Regions from separate parts of the Mus musculus genome. Here all the other regions are linked to region 3. A link is a contact called in public Micro-C and promoter capture Hi-C data. All regions are on one chromosome and are shown on one strand. Each heading gives the region's core, a stretch centred on a gene start, on an enhancer-like site or on the middle of the called end of the contact. The rest is flanking DNA. Distances are from core to core; before and after follow the strand shown. Region 1 holds the start of Src (Rous sarcoma oncogene). Region 2 holds the start of Platr27 (pluripotency associated transcript 27). Region 3 has its middle 8.4 kb from the start of Tgm2.

Evidence for each region. Promoter capture Hi-C pulls out the DNA fragments that hold promoters and counts their contacts. Hi-C and Micro-C count contacts between places; a contact is called where the count stands out from the background.
Region 1: a Micro-C map of embryonic stem cells shows a contact between it and region 3, with 1.8 times the contacts expected there. The contact joins the promoter of Src here to the enhancer-like site in region 3. A contact is called at or near these places in 1 of 484 Hi-C or Micro-C datasets (embryonic stem cells) and 1 of 115 datasets of contacts at active chromatin or transcription factors (pancreatic cancer cells).
Region 2: a contact with region 3 is called in a promoter capture Hi-C map of embryonic stem cells, with 6 times the contacts expected there. The contact joins the promoter of Platr27 here to the enhancer-like site in region 3. A contact is called at or near these places in 3 of 39 promoter capture datasets (embryonic stem cells and hippocampal neurons), 2 of 15 datasets of contacts at CTCF or cohesin (embryonic stem cells and stem cell-derived epiblast-like cells), 10 of 484 Hi-C or Micro-C datasets (the HL-1 cell line, embryonic stem cells, immediate neuronal precursor and 2 more), 12 of 115 datasets of contacts at active chromatin or transcription factors (embryonic basal ganglia, embryonic midbrain, embryonic stem cells and 3 more) and 2 of 9 other capture datasets (embryonic stem cells and pancreatic islet).

What each region holds. Positions count from the first base shown.
Region 1 is chr2:157,421,897-157,425,942 of GRCm38.p6, forward strand. Src (Rous sarcoma oncogene) reads left to right here and starts at 2,397. Exons shown (of 15, transcript NM_009271.3): 1 at 2,397-2,518.
Region 2 is chr2:157,595,810-157,599,817 of GRCm38.p6, forward strand. It overlaps Platr27 (pluripotency associated transcript 27), which reads right to left and starts at 1,511. Exons shown (of 2, transcript NR_166472.1): 1 at 1,286-1,511; 2 at 1-176.
Region 3 is chr2:158,152,724-158,156,774 of GRCm38.p6, forward strand. No RefSeq gene overlaps it. Among named protein-coding and RNA genes, the nearest start is that of Tgm2, 8.4 kb to the left of the region's middle. Within about 2 kb of position 1,493, at least 158 of the 459 cell types and tissues checked have an H3K27ac peak or open chromatin away from gene starts, as enhancers often do. A contact at or near this core is called in embryonic stem cells, pancreatic cancer cells and pancreatic islet, where this site is marked.

The sequences.
Region 1 (4,046 bases), core at 1,147-3,646, 730 kb before region 3:
ATCATCTGTCTGCCAGGCCAGACCAATATCTCTCCCATCATATTCTGCAATGGGGATGATCGTTCCCATTTGAGTGGTGAGTAACTAAGAAGGAGGAGAGTCAGAGTCAGTGATAGGAAGGTTGGAACTTGTCCTCGTACAGTCTGTGGATGCCACATCACTGTGTTTTCTACAGCCAGCTGGCCAGTGACCACTCTATACTGGGCATAGGCCAGGCCATGGCTCCTGCCCTCAGGGTACAAACAGACACACCCAGAATGGACTTGGGGTTGTGTCTCTATCAGGGGTGTGTCTAGAAACGTGTCCTGGAGGATATGGCCCTTACCCAGGATCACGAAGGCCTGGGAGGGTGGAGGCTGGTGGTAGGGGTGGGCATTCCTGGTAGGGGTTACAGTCGGAAGCCCGGAGGGATGGTTAACAACAAAGAGTACTCAGAAAGTTCAGTAATGAAACCCTTGTGCTGGGTGGTTCTTCTGAGAACCTCTGATGTAAGGCTGCCCTCAAGGAGGGCACGTGTGAGGGAGGCTGTGTCTGCAGCAGAGCCAACAGCACTCTTCCACGTAAGACTGTGAGGACTTATCAGTGCAAACCTACCTCGTCTCTCTCATGGAAGCCTTACCCACTGGGCAGGCTGCTGGCATACTGCGGCTCAGGGGGAAATAGCATACGTTAGGTCATGCATATATTTGCACAACGGTGGAGCTCCGGGTTCAACCTTAGCCTGTCAGTCTAAAGTTTATGCTTTGAAGCTCTCTGTCTTCTCAGCTCTAGAACCACCCAGACCTTTCCTGTTGAATTTCTGGGGACAGATGTAGTGATACATTTGGCAAATAGTTAACCAACTCTCTGGAAGGAAAAACTAATGGGTTCATTGTCACATTTCTCCCCATTTCCAAGTAGAACGTACTTCCTCTGAGGCTGACACCAGGTGACCAGTCTGACATCACCAAGTATGGCACAGGGAAGGACACTGCTCAGTAAGTGCTTGCAAGCCGTTTGAGAGCCAGCCCCAGTGCCTCACAGGAAGAGTATCCACCCTCCCCTCCCCTCCCTCAGCCCAGAGTGGCCAGTAAAGGCCATTAGACAAATCTTAGGCATGGAGGAGGGCGGAGAAACCTGCTCCTCCAGCCAGAGCCTGCCCAGGGGAGCCCTGGGAAACTGCCGTTAATCTTTAAGCAAGCCCTGCGAACAGGAGTGGCTGGCTAGTTTGCCCGCTGTTCATGAGAAACCCTGAGCAGTCCCCGTGGCCACAGTGGGCTACCCTGGCCCCACTTGCTCTTGTCAGTGAGGCCCTCAGATCTTCAGCCTGGCCCACTCCTTCTTCACAACAGAGGGGGCTGGAACAGGAAGCTAGTGGACAGAACACACCCTGAGGCACCTGGCCTAGATGTGACCTCAGATCAGTCTGACTCAAAGCTTTGCCCTTTCCTGGTCTCCTGGGAGACATAGCTGTACCCTGGGGCTGGAGCCTCTCACAATCTAGGATGATGGGGGACTTGCCCTTTGGGAGGGATCTTTGCCAGAAGCCCAGGCCTGTGCCACATGAACCTCAGTTTCCCTGTCTGTGAGATGGAAGCACTTTCAAGGAAGGAACATGGAGATGGTTGATAGATGGTCAGGCCCATCTTTCCAGAGTGAACGGGAGGAGTCAAGGATGCTCCTGGACCCCCAACGGGCAGCGCTAGAACCTGGTGGTCTTTGAGACCAGCCTGAAGCCACATCTCATCCCGCTTGCCCCATTTTTCTTCTCTACTTCCTGTCCGGTTGGTTCTGTCATCCTCAGTGGCTGGCAACAAGCACACTGCCCAGCAGATGCACACGGTCTCCTTATGCATTGAAAGTGAATTTAGGCTTGGCCTAATTGAGCTGGGCCCCGCAAGTTCCTGCCCTCCATTGGCAGAGGCTGGAGGCTCCGCAAGTTCAAGGCCAGCCTTGGCCACATAGTGAGCCACTGTTTTGCCTTTTGATACATTTTAACAATACTGCCTCTCCCCCTCACTATTTCCCTGTCCCTTCGGTTCCAGTCTCTGAGGATTAGAGACACTCAGGGTCAAGGCTGGTGTGGCCAGTGCCTCAGTTTCCGGACAGTGCTAGCCACCGGTGCGTAGCTCAGGTAGCTAGGGTTGAACGCTAACGTGGTCCCGGGAGGCCGAGCCCGGCGCGTGGCGTGGGGTTGGGGGGGCGCCCCCGCGGGCGGAGCTGCGGGGGGTGGGGGGCTGGGTGCGGGAGGCGCGGGCCCGGCTCGCACAGCAGGTCTCCCGGGTCGCCGGCGGGGCCCGGGTCCGCGCTTCCTCCTTTCTCCGGCTCGCGGCGGCCGCGGCCCCTCCTCCCGCGCGCTCCCTCCCCCTCGCCGCCGCCGCCGCCACCGCCGCCGCCTCCTCCCTTTCTCTCGGTCTGTCTCTCCGGGCCCGGAATCCAACCGGCCGCCCCGCCGGAGCGGCCAGGCCGCTGCCCGCCAGCGCCGCGCGCCCCGCTGGGGTCCGCCCGGGCGCGTCCGGAGCTCACGGTCGCCGTGCAGGTGAGCGCCCCCGCCCCGCCGGCCCCGCGCCCTGCTGCGGGCTCCCGCCCTGCCCACTCTACGCCGCGGCCCGCGAGCTGCCCGCCGCGGCCTTTTGTTGGGATGCGCGGGGGAGGACGAGCGGGGTGCGGGGGGCACCGGAACGCGGGGACCCTCGGCCGCAGAGTCCCCTGGCTCGGTTAGGCCACATTTGAAAACCCGGCCGATCGGCGCCGCCCGCGATCGCGGCTGCTGGGCCTGGCGCCCCCGGCCCGGAGTGGGCGGTGGGGGTGGGGTGGGCGTTGGGGAAGGGGCACCTGGAGGGCCACACTACCTCCTTAGGTCTCACTGGGGCCTTGGGTAGGGCCTAGTGCTGCTGGTCTGGAAGAAACAGGGCCACCCTGTCCTCGCCCCCCATCCCCCCCAACCCCCAGCCTCGCCCCTGCGCAGGCCCAGCGACCGATGGACTCAGAAGTTGGCAAAAGTTTTGGGGTTTCACTACCGCCACCAGGTCCGCTTGCCCACCCAGGCAGGTACTGGAGGTGAGTTTGTGCCCCCTACTACGACCCACCACCACTTGTGCCTTAGTTAGCTCTCTGAGCCAAGGCCCTCCTCAGTGGTAGGTGGGCTGGTTGAAGGGTGGGGTGAACAGAGGGGACTCACTCTGGGTATCCATCCCATAAACCTTTGAGGCATTCCGATTAGAAAGGTGGACAGAGGTGTGTGAGGCTTCTGGGACCCTGAGGTCTTCCCGGCTTTACAGACTGCCCAGTGAAGGCAAGTGGTGTTGGGGTCATCTGGGTATAGGTCAGATTTAGTTACCAAGGTGGACACGGGGGCGGGGGCAGGGGCGGGGGCAGGGGACTCTTCCAACCTTATGGAGTCCAGGTGTCTAGGTTTCTTGTTTTCCTGAGTGACCTGAGCCAGGGACCGCCCCTTGGACTATTCACATCAGTGACTATTCCCTGCACTTCCGCAGCCCAGGACTTGGCATATATGGGGGGGCGTGCTCAATAAATGAGTCCCATCCTGGAGCTCGCTCGCACAGGATGGTTGAGGTACCTGTGGCACAGCTGCCTGCAGAAGCGGGTAACTCCGTGCTACAAAGGGTTCCCTTTGGCCTCAGTCCTCTCAGGGAGGATCGATCAGTTGGCTTGTGAGGTAGCTCGGTGGTAGAGCACAGGCTCAGCTTGTTCAAGGCCCTGGTGCTAGCTGCAGAACCACAGGAAAGAAAATGGAGCAGTTATAACCAGAGCTGCTGATATCCAGTGAACGCCTCCCGGGGTTAGCCTGGTCTGCAGCTGCAGAGGAGGATATAGCCTTCCTGAGGAGCTGTCTGGCTGCCCTTTAACCCACCGTGACGGTGAAGGGTGTGTAGTTTTAGATCAGGCACAAGGCATTGTTGGAAGTTTCCCTCCATATCTCTCGCACCTGGCAGAGACATAAGGCCCTACTGGAGATGAGGTGTGTCTGGGTGAGGTAACCTTTCCACAAGGGAAGTGATTTACAGTGTGTCACCTCTCAGCTGACCTCCTGTCTACATCATGGG
Region 2 (4,008 bases), core at 261-2,760, 560 kb before region 3:
GTCGTCCTTGTTCAGGCCATGTGTTGGCAGCCGCGTTAGGAAGACCTTATGGCCGCAGCTTCTGACATTTCTAGGAGACACAATCTCACAGGCAAATCCTCTGTTCTTCTGGCTCTTCAAGTCTTCTGCCCACTCTTCAGCCACGGGTTGTAGTTTCCCTTAATGGTCTTCATCTGCTGCAGAGAGAAGCTTCCTTGATAAGAGGTTGTTGGGAACTGGAGAGATGGCTCAGCAGTTAAGAGCACTGACTGCTCTTGCAAAGGTCGTGAGTTCAAATCCCAGCAACCACATGGTGGCTCACAACCATCAGTAATGAGATCTGACGCCCTCTTCTGGAGTGTCTGAAGACAGTTACAGTGTACTTAGATATAATAATAAATCTTTAAGAAAATTACCCATACACATAAAAAAGTGCCCAGCCATTGAGCTAGTCAAGGCATATCAAAATTAGCTTGGGGTGTGTGTGCCTTTCATTGGTGAATCCAGAGCGCTCTTGGGTGAGTGCAGCGCTTTCCCCAATGGGAACCAAAGTGGTTTAACTAATTTGCTGTTGTAAGAGGTGAGGACTGTGCTTATTTTATGAAAATAAGCATAGATATTAAGGATGTAGTTAGGGGTTATGCTGTTTAGTAAAGCAGTGGTTATAGGTGATAGGTTTTTTTCTTCAAAATCCATGACTTCAGTAGTCTTGGGTAACTGGCTAGGTGTCCAGGAGCAGACATGATTTCCCTCTCGTTGAGAAGATCTTAATGTCTAATTAGAGAGCTGTTGGTTACTGCCAAAGTATGCATGGCACTATTGCACCCTTACAGTTACTGTGCCATGCTGCTTGTGTGGTTCATGGGTGTCAGAGCTGGGTAGGGCTCTTGGTTGCTTCCCTTCTTTGGAAGCTTGCATGAAGCCTTCTGGTACCAGGAAAGCTATAGTCCTCAGGCAGGATTTATTGTTACATTGTATTTATTATTCATTTATTTATTATTTGCTTTGAGACAGTTTCTCTCTACGTAGTCCTGGCTGCTCTAGAACTCACTACACAGACCAGGCTGCCCTCAGACTCAGAGATCTTCGTGCCTCTGCCTGCCAAGTGCTCGGATGTAAAGTATGCACTACCACGATCTGTAGCGTGAACTACATTTAAAAGGCAATCCATGCTACGGCCGGCAAGGCACTGGCGGACAGGCCACCCGGCTCTCTAAGTTCCCATGGCCGGCCGCCGCCACCCCCCTCCCCCAGCCCCCCATGCTTCCAAATTCCTGTGGCAGGCTGGGATGCCCTGCCACCATACCTTTCTCTGGAACCCAGCTGAGTCGCCTCATGAAGGAAAACACCACACAATCTTAGTTTAGAATCAACAGGCAATACAATCGCTGGGTGCAGAAACTAGCATCCTGATTTTGTAAGCTATTCAAATTATAAATCCTCCAGGTGGTGCATCCCAGTGGATCTGCCACCTAAACCAGGAACCTCTTTCTACCTACATTGTGTACTCCACACTCTCTCCTGTCCAAAAGGAAGTCTCTTTCTCGTGCTTCCCTCTTCCTCTCACCGACCCAGAAGTCCCGCCTACTACTCACCCAGTGATTGGTCCCTTGAAATCTTTATTCATTAGGGGAAGATTTCTGCCACAGTGCTCTGCTACTGTTACCTTTAGGTGGCGCACGCCTTTAATCCCAGCACTCGGGAGGCAGAGGCAGGCGGATTTCTGAGTTCGAGGCCGGCCTGGTCTACAGAGTGAGTTCCAGGATAGTCAGGGCTATACAGAGTAACCCTGTCTCAAAAAACCAAAAAAAAAAAAAAAAAAAAAAAAAAAAAAAAGAACCAATTTCTAGGGCTGGGGCTGTAGTTTAGAGGTAGACAGCTTCTCTGGTATCCAAGAGGCGCTTGGCTCTTCCATACTACCAATAAACAAAAACAGCCTCCGAGCTGGGGAGATGGCTGAGTGAGATGCCTCAGGAGTGTAAGGGCTTGATTTTGAGTCTCCACGACAGTGCATGTGGGATCCTGTTCCGCCTCCAGGGAAATGGGAGGCAGAGATAGGAGAATGCCCAGATGCTCACAGGCAGCTAACCTGGGGTACACATCAACTAGCAAGGTGAAAGGTGAGTCCCAACAGCTGGGGTTAGCCTCTGACTTCCACATACTATAGCACAGGCATCTACATGTCTACATACACACATCATGCACATGCAAATCACACACGGTCACATACATACACTCTCATACACACACACTCTCACACACTCATACACTCAAACTCTCTCACACACACATACACTGTCACACACACACTCTCACACATTCACACCCACCCACACATATGTACTCACACTCTAACACACTCTACACACGTACACACACTCTCCCCACACACACATACACTCACACTCTGACACACACATACTCATACACACACTCCCCCATTCTCTCTCTCTCTCACACACACTCATACACACATTCACACACACACATATAGTCACATTCACATCCTGACACACACTCTACACAGTCACCCATGCTCACATACACTCTATCACACACATTCTCTCTTTCTCTTACACACACACACACACACACACACACACACACTCCTATTCAGTGATGGTGGCTCATGTCTCTAGGGTCTAGCAGTTGCAAGGCTGAGGTGGGATGACCCAATGTCTGCTTGAGCTACAGAGTGAGACCCAATCACAAACAACAAACAAATGAGACTCAACTTCACTGAAGCATATTTTACAAAATAAAACTAAATGAAAAATAAAGTACAGACCCACCCAGAGGGCTTGGGGTTACAGGCATGAGCCACCACACCTGGCTAACTGTATTCCTTTAACATCTTTGTCTAGCTTTGTCTGCAGGTGTCCTGGAGATGGTGGGCTGGGTTCTATTCCTTCTTGAATAAATTTTCTGAAGAAGCAACCATTTTGTTACAAGTTATTTATTTATTTATTTATTTATTTATTTATTTTTGGTTTTTTGAGACAGGGTTTCTCTGTGTAGCTCTGGCCGTCCTGGAACTCACTCTGTAGACCAGGCTGGCCTCGAACTCAGAAATCCACCTGCCTCTGCCTCCCAAGTGCTGGGATTAAAGGGGTGCGCCACCACGCCTGCCCAGCTTGTTACAAGTTATTTTAAGTGGATAGAAAGTTAGCCTTAGTCATACAGATTTAAAAAAAGACACAAAAATGAAACAAACAAAAAGACTCCATTTGCCCCATTTAAATTTATTTATGTAATTTTTGTGTGCTGGGTAATAGTTGTACCTCTGAGCAGGCCCTTGTCCCCTATTTTGACTTTTGATGTCTTAATTTACCTCATTCTATACTGTCAATCTCTTAACAAGCTAATGTAGCTGTCCTTTGTATAAGCACATAGTGGATTTTGCTCCATGCTTACAGTGTCAGCGTAGTCTAAATATCGCTATGTTCACTCTTACAAGTAAGATTTGTCCTCCTAGGTGCTCTGATTGATGTATTAATCTCTTTCTCCTGGTGGTTATGACTTCTCTCAGCTTTTAGAGGTATTTTTCTCTTTCCTTCATTTTTGGCAGACCATTTGGCCGGGCCTGGTACTGTTGGTTGACAGTCTTCTCCTGAGCACACGGTATACACCATCCCCCTCTTTTCTAGCCCCAGAATGTTTCTGTTGAGAAATCTGCTGATGGGCAAATTACAAACACAGTTTGTATTATTCACTTCCGTTTTCTTCTTGCTTTGGAATCCTTGATCTCTGTGAGTTTGACTCCTTCGGTTGGGTTCCATTTCTGTTGAAACAGACCAGTGACTTTTAACCTCGCTGGAGTTGGAGGATCCTTGGCCTCTCTCAGGCAGGAATGCTTCCTCTTTAGTGTGGGCCAGCTCCTTCCCTGGAGGCAAATGGCCTTTGGTTCTGTCCAGCTTACCCCCTCCCCAAATAGCAGGGCTTTGAGGCTGGGGACTAGTTTCCTGTCCCTCCTCCAGGAGCATCTAGCTTTTGCACTGTAGGAGCAGACTGAGAATCTGTGACCTGGTG
Region 3 (4,051 bases), core at 243-2,742:
CTGGAACAGCCTACCTCCTCAGACCCTCATTTGGGAAAAAGTTTGAAACTCACTTTGCACAACACAAAATGTTATATAAAACACCAGCCACAACCCAAGCGCCCAAGAGGGCTTTGATAAACTAGCCACGCCCAAGATAATATAGCAACTAAAAGAAGGGGAGGGGTAGGGAGCCGAGGAGATAGCTTAGTCAGTAAAGCCCTACCAAGCAAACTTGAGGACCTCCGTTTGGATCCCCAGAACCTGTATAAAACTGAACACAGTGGAGTGCCAGTAATCTCAGCACTGGGGTTGGGGCGGAGCTGAAAGCAGAACCCTGAAGCTCATTGGTCAGCCAGTCTAGCCTTACACTTCAGGGTCAGTGAAAGACCCTGACTCAAAAAACAAAGGCAGACATTGTATCTTGCAGGAGGGAGGAGCTGACTAGGAACTAGGGGCGGGACTTGGGTGGGGGTGGAGGTATCATTTTCCCAAGTTGCCCACATTCTAGTCTCCTGCTCATGTTCATGCAACAACCCCAGTGAAACTAGGTGGATCAAGAGGGGAGAGGCACTGGACTTGTTAAGAAAGGAAGGGTTTTAGCAGGAGTAAGAGCGAATGAGAGAGAGGAAGGGCGTGAAGAACTCAGGATGGGCTTGTATGACATTTTCAAAGAGATGTACATATCTTTATTTTTCTGTTTACAGATGGACCTGGAGCTAGAGACAGTTGTGAACAGCCATGTAGAGTGCTGGGATCAAATCCTGGTCCTCTGCAAGAGTAGCCAGAGCTCCTCCCTACTGAGCCATCTCTCCAGCCTCAAAAATAATAAATAAATAAATAAATATGAAGGTGGAGAGCAAGCAAGAAAATAAATTTCATGTAGACCTTGTGTGTACTTGCGTTTGCACACATCCAGACTAACAAACGGGCATGTGCACCTCCCTCACACTTTTTTTTAAAGAATTTTTTTTTTTTAATTTAAAAAGAGACCGGGTTAGAAGTATGGCTCAGTGGCAGAGCACAAGGCTAGCTTGGCCCTGAATTAAATCCCTCCTCAGTTTTTTTTTTTTTTTTTAAAAAGGGCGGGGGTGGGAGGGGGCAAGAGTAGCTCGTTTTCTGTGTTGAGCCCAAAGGAATTCTGAGTCTCAGTGTTGAGCAAAGAGAGCAATTTGCAGGGCGGGGGTGGGGGCTCTACAAACCAGCCCTGTCGCGTGGGGACAGACGGTAAACATGGGCTCACAGAGTGAAGGTAAACAAGCAGAGGAGGGTTTGGAAAAAGCCAGCCAGAGCTGCCCGCGGTTCTGGGAGGGGCGCCGGCCCCAGTCGGGGTGGGTTGCTGCCCTTAAAGGTTTCAGTGTTCCCTGGGAGGAGACAACGTTTTCAAGTGCAGAAGCGACCTCCCGCCCCACTTTGGAGAAGGTTAATTTAGGAATGAATGAGCTGTTCTGAGCTCTCAGAATCGAGCTCTTATGGAAACGGAAACGCGGGAAACGCGGGGATTCACCAGAATAGAGGAGTGCTGGTAACTTGGGTGGAGGAAGTACAGAGAAGGGACACGCCCCCTGCACCCACAGTCAACCAAGAAAATACTGTGAATATTGGCGCCATATCCCTGCCAAAGCCACAAATGGGGCTAGGAAGAAAGAAGACTCGGGGGCCTCCACATCTGAAGCCTGTGGTTTCCCGGCTGCACGCTGAGCTTCTGAACACCACCCAGTCCTGTTTAAGTGTCTTAAAAAAAAAAGTTAGAGCCTCACTATGCTAGCCTAGAACTCATTATGTAGACCAGGCTAGCCCTTGCACTCTCAGAGATCTGCCTTCCTCTGCCTCCGGGGGTGGGGTGGGAGTCTGGGATTAATGATGCTTGCTGCTGAACCGCATCTTGAAAAAGGTCGCGTTCTATACACCAATGTTCAGAGAGGTGAAGCAAATGGCCCAAGGTCAGAGCACAGAAGAGACGGGGACGGCAGTCAACACTACTGGGATATAACAGAAGGTCAGCTGAGAAAGGACAAAGGTGACCACCCAAGTTCCCAAGGCCCAGCGGAGCTGCCTGAGATGCTGGGGTCCTCCACCCGCCCGGATTCTGCAAGGTTGCTCAGCTCCTCATCCCTCCCTCTGACTCAGGGTTGTGTCTGCAAGACACACCCAGTTCAGTCATTCAGAGCCAAGCGCTCCTTTCATGGAAACAAATGAGCCTCTAGGGCCCCAGTTGAGGTCGTCCATCTAATTCAAACACATTCACTGTACTGTATCCTGAGCTTCCTGAGGGCTTGTAGCAGCAATCCGTGAGACACTGAGGCTAGATCTCACTGTCACCCTAGGACTTGGAGATTCGGTTCACACCTGGAAGGGCATCTCTCCTGCCTAAATTGATAGCACCTTCTTTTTTTTTTGTTTTGTTTTGTTTTTCGAGGCAGGGTTTCTCTGTGTAGCACTGGCTATCCTCGAACTCAAAAATTCGCCTGCCTCTGCCTCCCATGTGCTGGGATTAAAGGCGTGTGCCACCACCGCCTGACTTGATAGCACCTTCTAAAGACACAGTTGGTCCAGTAAGTTTTGCAGCTGCATAATGGTCCCTTTCTACAAGCTCTTAAGACTGTCAATCAAATGGTCTTATCCAATTCTAGCTAAGGGCAGGCCAAACGCAGCCAATCAGACATTCTCCTGGGACTTTGGGTCTTTACACCAACAACCACCACTAAGGGTTGGAGTTTGCTGGTCCATTCCTAGTGGCTTCAGTTCGGGCCTTTCCTCAAGCTTGGCCTGCCTTCCTTCCTTTCTTCCTTTCTTTCTTTCTTTCTTCCTTCCTTCCTTCCTTCCTTCCTTCCTTCCTTCCTTCCTTCCTTCCTTCCTTCCTCTCTCTCTCTCTCTCTCTCTCTCTCTCTCTCTCTCTCTCTCTCTCTCTCTCTCTCTTTCTTTTTCACTCTCTAAAGAATCATAGTATTCTATTAGGAAAAGGCAGAGCTACATTGAAACAGGGGAGACAGAGTCTTGTGCTTTGAGATTGCAGCCATTGGAAGCCATGGGTATATCAACACTGGGAACAAAGGGAAGTTTTTAAAGGGGAAATGCGAGCTCTAGCAAGTATTGTGAAATAGTCATTGATGACTGATTAACCAAAGTGGCATCAGTCCGGGGTTGAACAGAAAGCTGCTAGACAGATGTCCCTGTCAAAGTGGCCTTTATACAAGATTGTGGACACTCTGCAAGGTTGTGGTTCTGTAAGGCATACATACAAAATAGCAGGTGCTTCACCCCCTTTATTTACTTCTTTGTTTAAGGTTGATACAGCTTTCACATTCTTTCTCTGTTCTTTGGAGACCCACATGGATCAGGAGCAGAGGCATACCTGTGAAGTGGTCATTCAAAATAGTGAAGCAAGCAAGGTATACTACCAGTCTCTAGGGTTCAGACAGAAAGTGTGTAACAGAGCACAGAGAGAAAGCAGAAAACGTACATTTCGAGTTGAAAAAGAGAACAATCCTCCTTGAATGCCGCTTTGTAATCTGCAAAGCTCTGAGCAGTGCCACTTGCCATTTTCCTACTATTTGTCAAAGCTACCACTCCGGGGTGATGTCAGCCCAAGGGAAACATGGCGCGTATGTGTTGGAGTGGGAAGAAGACTTTAAGTAGCATCTGGTCTGCTTTCTCTCAACTGTTATGGAATGAACGTATGTATTGCGGTTCTGCTGATAAAATAAATGTTAGCTGATCCCTTCAAACTAACAATCCTTTTTCAAGCTCAAAGATTGGCAGAAATTAATTCATTCCAAGTAACTGCACCGTGGTGAGTGGACTTACAGGTGACATTCTTTAAGCTTGGCCTTTCTAGTTTTGATTCTTAATTATATTTACTTCCAGTTCACCCATCCTGATTCCATATAGCGCAGTTCACGCAGGTCAGATATGACTCAGTCATAGTGCGAATTCTTAGTCACGATCTAGATTTTAGACAGTTCCTGGCGCACTCCAACGCCCCCCACCCCCCAGGCTCTTTTGCAAGCACAGATGCTTCCTCTCTGTGCCCAGCAACCCCTGGTATGTCTAGAGAGAACTCGGGACCTCT